2 separate regions of the Mus musculus genome follow, and region 1 is linked to region 2. Evidence: chromatin contacts called from public promoter capture Hi-C data. All regions are on one chromosome and are shown on one strand. Each heading gives the region's core, a stretch centred on a gene start, on an enhancer-like site or on the middle of the called end of the contact. The rest is flanking DNA. Distances are from core to core; before and after follow the strand shown. Region 1 holds the start of Reck (reversion-inducing-cysteine-rich protein with kazal motifs). Region 2 holds the start of Atp8b5 (ATPase, class I, type 8B, member 5).

Evidence for each region. Promoter capture Hi-C pulls out the DNA fragments that hold promoters and counts their contacts.
Region 1: a contact with region 2 is called in a promoter capture Hi-C map of second pharyngeal arch cranial neural crest. The contact joins the promoter of Reck here to the promoter of Atp8b5 in region 2. A contact is called at or near these places in 7 of 39 promoter capture datasets (the C10 cell line, cranial neural crest, hippocampal neurons and 3 more) and 1 of 115 datasets of contacts at active chromatin or transcription factors (embryonic hindbrain).

What each region holds. Positions count from the first base shown.
Region 1 is chr4:43,874,265-43,877,892 of GRCm38.p6, reverse strand. Reck (reversion-inducing-cysteine-rich protein with kazal motifs) reads right to left here and starts at 2,363. Exons shown (of 21, transcript NM_016678.2): 1 at 2,188-2,363. The coding sequence starts at 2,287.
Region 2 is chr4:43,265,315-43,269,133 of GRCm38.p6, reverse strand. It overlaps Atp8b5 (ATPase, class I, type 8B, member 5), which reads right to left and starts at 1,975. Exons shown (of 29, transcript NM_177195.3): 1 at 1,892-1,975.

The sequences.
Region 1 (3,628 bases), core at 1,114-3,613, 610 kb before region 2:
TTGTGAAGTTTACCCTTTTAAGGTGTATTAATTCAGTTATTTTCAGCATATTTGACTATATAACATTCCTATAAACCAAAAAGAAACTCTCACCCGGGAGTAATTTTCTAGTTTCTCAGCAAATGAATGTCTTTGTGAAAGGTCTCCATAGACCTTTTATTGTGAATTAATTCGATGGGCTACAACTGTAGTGTGCTTTATTCACCCACATCATACATACAAACATACACACATACATACATACATCTATCTTTTTCAAGACAGGGTTTCCTGGATGTCCTCCTGTCTGTAGCCTATGCTGACCTTGAATTCACAGAAATCCTCCTGCTTCTGCATCCTAAGTGCTGGGATTAAAGGCGTGCACCACCACAGCCTGGCCTACATTGTCTTATTTTTAATTGTCTTTCCTTTTCTGCTTCTCATTTTTTGTTTGTTTTTTTATTATTGAGACAGGGTATCACTCTGTGACCCAGGCTGGCCTGTGTATTGTGGCAATATTCCTGCCTTAGCCTTCCAGGAATTGCAGGTGTAAACCACTACACCTGGCTTGTCCAAATACATCTAAGAGCTAACCTTTTGGTGTCTGCTATTCTACATGCTATACATGGATACCTCAGTTAATCCTCTTAGTAAAATCTTGAACCAGAAGTACCCAACCTTCTTAAAGCTCTGACCGTTTAACACACCTCATGTGGTGGTGACCCTCCCTCAACCATAAATGCTTTCTTTGCTACTTCATGACTTAAATTTTGCTACTGTTATGAATCATAATCATCTCTGGGTCTTTGATGGTCTTAGGTGACACCTGTGAAAGGATCATCGGACCTCCCAAAAGGGGTGGCGTCCCACAAGTTGAGAACCATAGATGTAGACGGTACCATATATAAGAATGTGGATATTAAAGTAAAAAAAAAGATTAAGGCTAAGTAACTTACTGAAGTTTTCCTAAAAGCCCTACTCCACAACAGTGGGATAAGAAGGGGGTAACTAGTATTCTTTAGACATCTTTGGACTAACTAGAACACAGAGAGATAAGCTGGATTAGTCAAGAATTCACAGTATTCTTTCGTCCCTTTTCTATTGGTTTCCTTACTAGTTTATAGTTAAATTTAGAATTCAAATAATTAACTAATCCCAGGTTCCTGTCACAATCTTCTTCAAATGCCTTCCTTTAAAATAAATAAATAAATAAATAAATAAAGCATCAACCAAAACTCCTTAATTTTAACTTCTCAGGCTTTCTTGAAAACTTCCTTGAGACTGGGTATGTTTTTCCCCTGAGTGCCTCTCCCTGTAAGCAACACACTCCTCCGTTACTTTTGTTATAAAAATTCCATTCATCTTTCGATGGCTAGTATAGGTAGACACTCGGTTTTTCTCATCTTCTAGGTGAATGTCAACGTTCCTCTGTGCACATGCAGCCCCACCCGCATCTCTCCTCTGAACCTGTCTGCCTGAATTCAAACTGCTTAGCGCTCCTGTCTTCCACCACCTATCAGCCTGAGGTGTCCCGGGAAGCACGAGTTCGTGTCACATCCGAACGCTGAGCAAGCGCAGGAAGGACAATCCTAAGCGGTCAAGCTTTCCATCCATCTCTGGTGCAACTGCTTTAACAGAGCCCTAGAACACACCTCTCTCCCGAAGCCAAGCCGCCACGGGGTGATTTATCGATGTGTAGTCAACCCCCACCCCACCTTACCCCATCCCCCAGCCGGGTCTCAGACCCACGGTGCACCCGCCAGGCAACCTTGTGGACCCTATCAAAGTTCACCGCCACTCAGGCCAAGTCAGTCAAATTAACAAGTGACAACAACTGACTGGGCAGCAGCAGGGGAGCTGCACCTACGTATCCCTTCCGCCCAGCGGTGCTATCCGGAGCCCAGGCACCTCCCTGTTTTCTGACAGGGACCCTGGCCAGGGACCAGGGTCCGGCAGGGCAAGGGGCCCCTGTCTGGGAGGTGACAGAACAAGGCCTCGAACCCCAGTCACCACCCCAGGGTTCGCAAGATCTTCAGGGAGAAGAAGACGAGGGCGGAGAGCGGCCTCCGGGTCGGGCTCCAGCCCGGCGTTCCTGACCGCCGCCCGCGGGTCTGGGGGCACGCGCACCCCGCCCCCGGCTCCGCGCCATCTTGGAGCGCTGAGGCACTCCTCAGGACCGCCCCGATCGTGGCTCCCGCGGCTACTCACCCGCGCTGCCCGGGGCCAGGCCCCCCGTCACCTCCGCGACCCCCGCCGCGGCCAGCAGAAGTAGCAGCGCGCTGCGCGGGGAGGCCCGGACGCTCGCCATGTCCGGGCCGGGTGGGTCCGAAGCCGCGGGATGCTCGGACCCAGCCTGGCCGTAGCAACCCCTGGCACCAGGCCCCGCCCCCGGCGCCTTGGCTCTCTGGTGATTGGCTGCGGCTCGCTGAAGCCCCGCCCCGGCCGCTCAGAGTTTTCAAAACCTCCCGGGGGGCGGCAGCGCGCCCTGGACCCTGGCTCTTTGTTATGGGCCAGCTGTGTGTCGCCTTCGGACTCGGGCTCCCGGGCTGCGGTCTTCAAACGGGAAGTCAGAGGCTGGAGACCCCTGTGGAATGCCTCTGTCCCGTGTCGGGGCACATAGGGGGTGGGGAGCCCGCAGCTCAGGGGCGACTGGCCTGCCGAGATCACTCTGCAGGTCCGTCTGATTTGCAAGGGCTAAGTCAAAGCTGAACTGTAGGGCGTGCACCCCTAGTTGAATCCTCCAGAACACTCTTACTATCCTGTCCAAAGGCTGCCTCGACCTAAAGAAGGCGTGTTACCTGGCCTCCCCTCAAAGCCAAAGGGCTCTGCTGAGGGCACGGATTCACAGGCTGGCTTCGCTGTTAATACCTATTGCACTCAGAGAAAGGGTCAGGGCAGCCTGTATGACTAGACTTAGAGAGCCTTGAAATTCAGAATTGGTTCGAGAGGATTTGGAGATGAATCTTTGAGCAGCTACTCCGGAGAATGTTCCAGAGGACCTAGGAATCAAAGCGAATTCATTGTGGAGAAACGCCCCCCACCCCCCACCCCCCCCTTTTTCCTGGCTACCTGGCCCTTGAACAGATAGCTCGTCCAGTTTAGAGACTTGCTGTTCAGAAGTGAAGCCAATTGCTTATTTCCAGATTCCTCTATTCAGGTCACTAACAGCAGCTTTCTCCTGCGACAGATGGTAACTATGACTGTAATGAAAAGAACAAAGTCTTGACACCCTCCTCGAGTCCAGATTGTACACTACTCCCGACTAGCCCCGTGTCTGTGGGTGAGGACATTTTTACTTCTGAGCCTCCCCCCCACCCCAACCCTCATGCTGGCCTTCTTGATAAGATTAATGAACGTATTGTGTTTATTTACTTATTTTGAAGACAGGATCTCATACAGCTCAGGCTGACCTTGAGTTTACAATGAAGCCAAGGCTGGCCCTGATTTCCTGATCAAGCGCACAGGAACCCAGTCTCATATTGTATTTAGAATGTCTCAGACAGTGCTTGACCCAGTGAATAATTGAGATATCTGAACTCAGGCCATGGGGCTAACTGGCTGAACGTATTTCCCACTCTGCCCCTACTACTTTGTGCTTCTTCAAAACAACAGACTTTCTTTATTAAAAACACTGAGGACAAGCCGGGCG
Region 2 (3,819 bases), core at 726-3,225:
GAGGATAATAAGAAACAAATGCTTTGCTCCTTTGAAGTTCCATTCAGGTTCCAGTACCTGCAAGGGCCCACGCCCTTTTTTCTACTCCAAAGTCTCCATACTTCCTAATCTTCAGTGAAGTCTCTGAGCATTCTATATCAAACAGGGCAACTCTATTGTTTACTACTGCTGTGCTGAACCTAGCGTGACTTTAGTACTTACTTGTTCTTACAGTCAGACTGTTCAGCTTTTTCAATATGGCCATTCTTGGAAGGCTATAAACTCATTACGTTAGGTAAGTTCAACTGAAAAGAACATCTGAGGTCACCTTAACTCTTTCTTACACCGATGCTGATATTCAGGTTGACATAGAAGAGTCTTTTTCATAGTTATACAGCAGCAGAGGTAACTCTAAATTTAGATTCTTCCTACTGCTTCAATATGCTGTTGAGTCTGCATTAGATACTTAAGTAATTAATATGCTGATGACCACCCCTAAATTTATGAGTTGTCTCTTATCCAATGCTAGGGCCTGGACCTAGATGAATACCTGACATATACAGTAATTGCTCAACAAATATACTTTCCTTGAACTTGGGACTAAGCAAAACAAATTCCTTAAAAGTTACTTTTTCAGGCCAGGCGTGGTGGCACACCCCTTTAGTCCCAGCACTAGGGAGGCAGAGGCAGGCAGATTTCTGAGTTGGCTATACAGAGAAACCCTGTCTAAAAACCAAAAAACAAAAAAAAGTTACTTTTTCAGAACATAGAGGCTCCTGCATAATACTTCTTTATTCACATAGAGAAAATGTATATTTTCAAAGTTCTTTTATGTATATGAGTCCACTTCACCCGTCTGAGTTAGATATGGAAGGAATTACCACTCCAAATAACAATCCAGCAAACTGTTACACTAAAGACCAGACTCGTGAACAGCATGTATCAGAGCTGAGACCCACATTTATATCTTCTGATTCCAGCTTCAATACATCTTTGCCATTTTATGTTGCTTTTTCAGCTTTGTCTTTTTGCTCTTGGGTCTGGAAAGACCATGCAGGGGTCAGTCAAAACATGCTAAAGGGAGTAATTCTATCCTTTAAAAATCCACTAGTTCAGACCTTCTAACCTGAAAATTTTCCTACTTTTCTTTTGTTTAAAACTGTATCAAGGGGCTGGCTGGAGAGAGACTGCTCTCTCAGTGGCATTGGGGTCCCAGCATCCACATGGCAGCTCCTATCTGTCTCTAACTACGGTCCCAAGGGATCTGATGGCCTTCAAGGACACCAAGTACAATTTATACTTGTGATCGTAGCAGCAGGGAGGCAGAGGCAGGAGGATCAGTACAAGTTCTAGGGCAGTCTGGTCTATGCAGTGAGTTTTAAGCCAGTTAGGGCTATCCATCAAGACCCTGTTTCGAAGCAAAGAAAGAATGTCTACCTTGGCAGTTCCTCAGATAGATAGACACCTACTTATTCACATTAGAAAGTTCGTGGTAGAGAGTTTAATTTTTCCTGCCAAGTAGGCATTAAAAGGAAAAGAATGATAGCAAATGCCCAGGAATATTAAGAGTCTTGGGGAAATGAGCAAATTTCCTTAGCTACCAGGGATATGACACAGCTGGGAGACTTAGGGTTAACCTGCTTTACGGAATAAATGGACAAATGTGTGCCCTGTGGGAGCAACCTGGGGGAGGATAAAGACTCTTTGGAAATGTCTGGATAGACATCTCAGGGAGTGCCAGGGAAACCTGTATATCTGAGGAGTACTGACAGAGTTCTCTTGGTGAGTATTACAATAATTCTCAAAGAAGTAGGAGGATGAATAACCACTCGGTAGTTCAAGTAACATAAGGTCTCCAAGCAATGCTGTCAGAAAGAAAACCGTAACTTCTCCTCGGGCGCCCCCTACTTACCGTCGCCTCACAGCCTCCTACTCCAGCAACCTCCATCTTAACGCACCTTTCTGCGCTTGTGCCACAGAACCACAGCTTCCGCCCAGAGCTGGACCCGCCCGCCCACGCGCTGCCGCGAGCTCGTCTCCCGCCACGCCCCTTTCTGCAGATACTGAAGCTGGAAAGTCTGGCTTTGAAGTAGTTGAGTCCTAAATCCCTGAGATGGCCAAGTCCTGAGATGAAATCCTCAGATCCTTCCAGGGGCTAACTGCATGCTAATGAGGGGAGAATAACAAAGGGGCGTGCTGCCCAGAGTTGGTGGGGTCCAGATGGCTTCCCAGAGGTGACAGACTGAAAGGTAGTGTGGAAGGGGTGACTGGAAATTAACAAGAATGGACACAAGAATGTAAAATGGCACTGAGGGCAAATTCAGCTGCGGAATTGTGTGTATGGGTATGTGTGATGGGTATGTGGAGGGCACTCCTGGAGGGGTTTAAGTTTTAGCTTAGAAGCCACTGTGACCACTGAGTAGCTTTTTTTTTTTAAATTAGATTTTCTTCATTTACATTTCAAATGATATCCCCTAAGTCCCCAATACCAACCCCACCCCCTTGCCCTGCTCCCCAACCCACCCACACCCCCTTCCTGGCCCTGGCATTCCCCTGTACTGGGGCATATAATCTTCGCAAGACCAAGTGGCTTTTAACTGAAGAGGAAAGAGGACGGACCCAGAGAGATGGCTTAGTGGTTAAAAGCACTTGTTCTTGCAGAGAACATCCATATGGTGTTTCACAACCATCCACAACTCCAGTGCCAGGATCAGATGCCTTCTTTTGACCTCTGTGGGTACCAGGCACCCAGGTGGTGCATGCATACATGCAGGCAAAACACTCACATAAATGTAAATAAAACTTTAAAGTACTTTTTAAAAAGAGAGAGGGAGCAGGAACAAAGGCTGGGGTTTATCAGTGATGCAGAGGAGGGGAAATAAAAAATACTACGAGGAACTAGGAGTTAGAGTTCCTGATAGGCAAATATATGAGAGGGGCCATGACTAAGTAATAAAGACTGTGAACTTCCAAGATGCCTGGCTGCTTCTTCACCCTCTTGACCTGAGACAAAGGTCTGGAAATAAATAATAATAATAATAATAATAATAATAATAATAATAATAATAATAATAATATTGTCTTGTGGGATTTTTTTTTACCTCCTCCTGTCAGTGGAGCCCCTGCTGATGGAGTGCCTCAGCAAGCTCAAGGCCAGATCAGGACATATTTACACAACAGTTATGGGCCAACCAACCCCAAATTAGGAGAGGAAGCCCCTTCACACTTTACAAGTTCCTAGCCATCAAGAAGCTGGACTTCTGCTTTGCAGGAGGGTCTTTCTCTGTGTCCCTGCTGAATGGGAATATTTTCTCACTTTTAATAAAAAGCTTTCTTCTGACTGCTGAATCTGCCCTTTTGCAATTTCTCTACAGCTACCTGTCATGGTCGAGATTTTTCTCCCTCTGCCTTGTAGTTCTTTAACTGGCAGAGAAAATGAACCCAGTCAAGCCCCTTAACTAGACTAGTGGACTAGAAAATAGAGAGTAGGTTCACAGGGACATTCCATTTTCTTAGCTGGAGCCTGGAACTGCTATGTGGACCAAGCTGGCTCAGATTCACAGAGATCCAAATGCTTGTCTCCCAACTGCTGGTCTTAAAGTGTGAGCCACCCAACCCAGCCCCTGGGGACAATTAGGAGGGGAGGGGGAGGAGGAAGCAGCTTTAAAATGACTTGGCAACTGACTAGAAAGGATCTGTTTAGGAAGCAATGGAAATGGATCCAGTTTCCTGTTGCAGGTGCTGGCTACGGTAGGAAGAAAGATGTGAGGTCTGTATTTTCTGTGTCAAGTCTTTTCTGATTCTGTGAGGCCTCATTTTAACCTTCCTTTCTCTACCTTC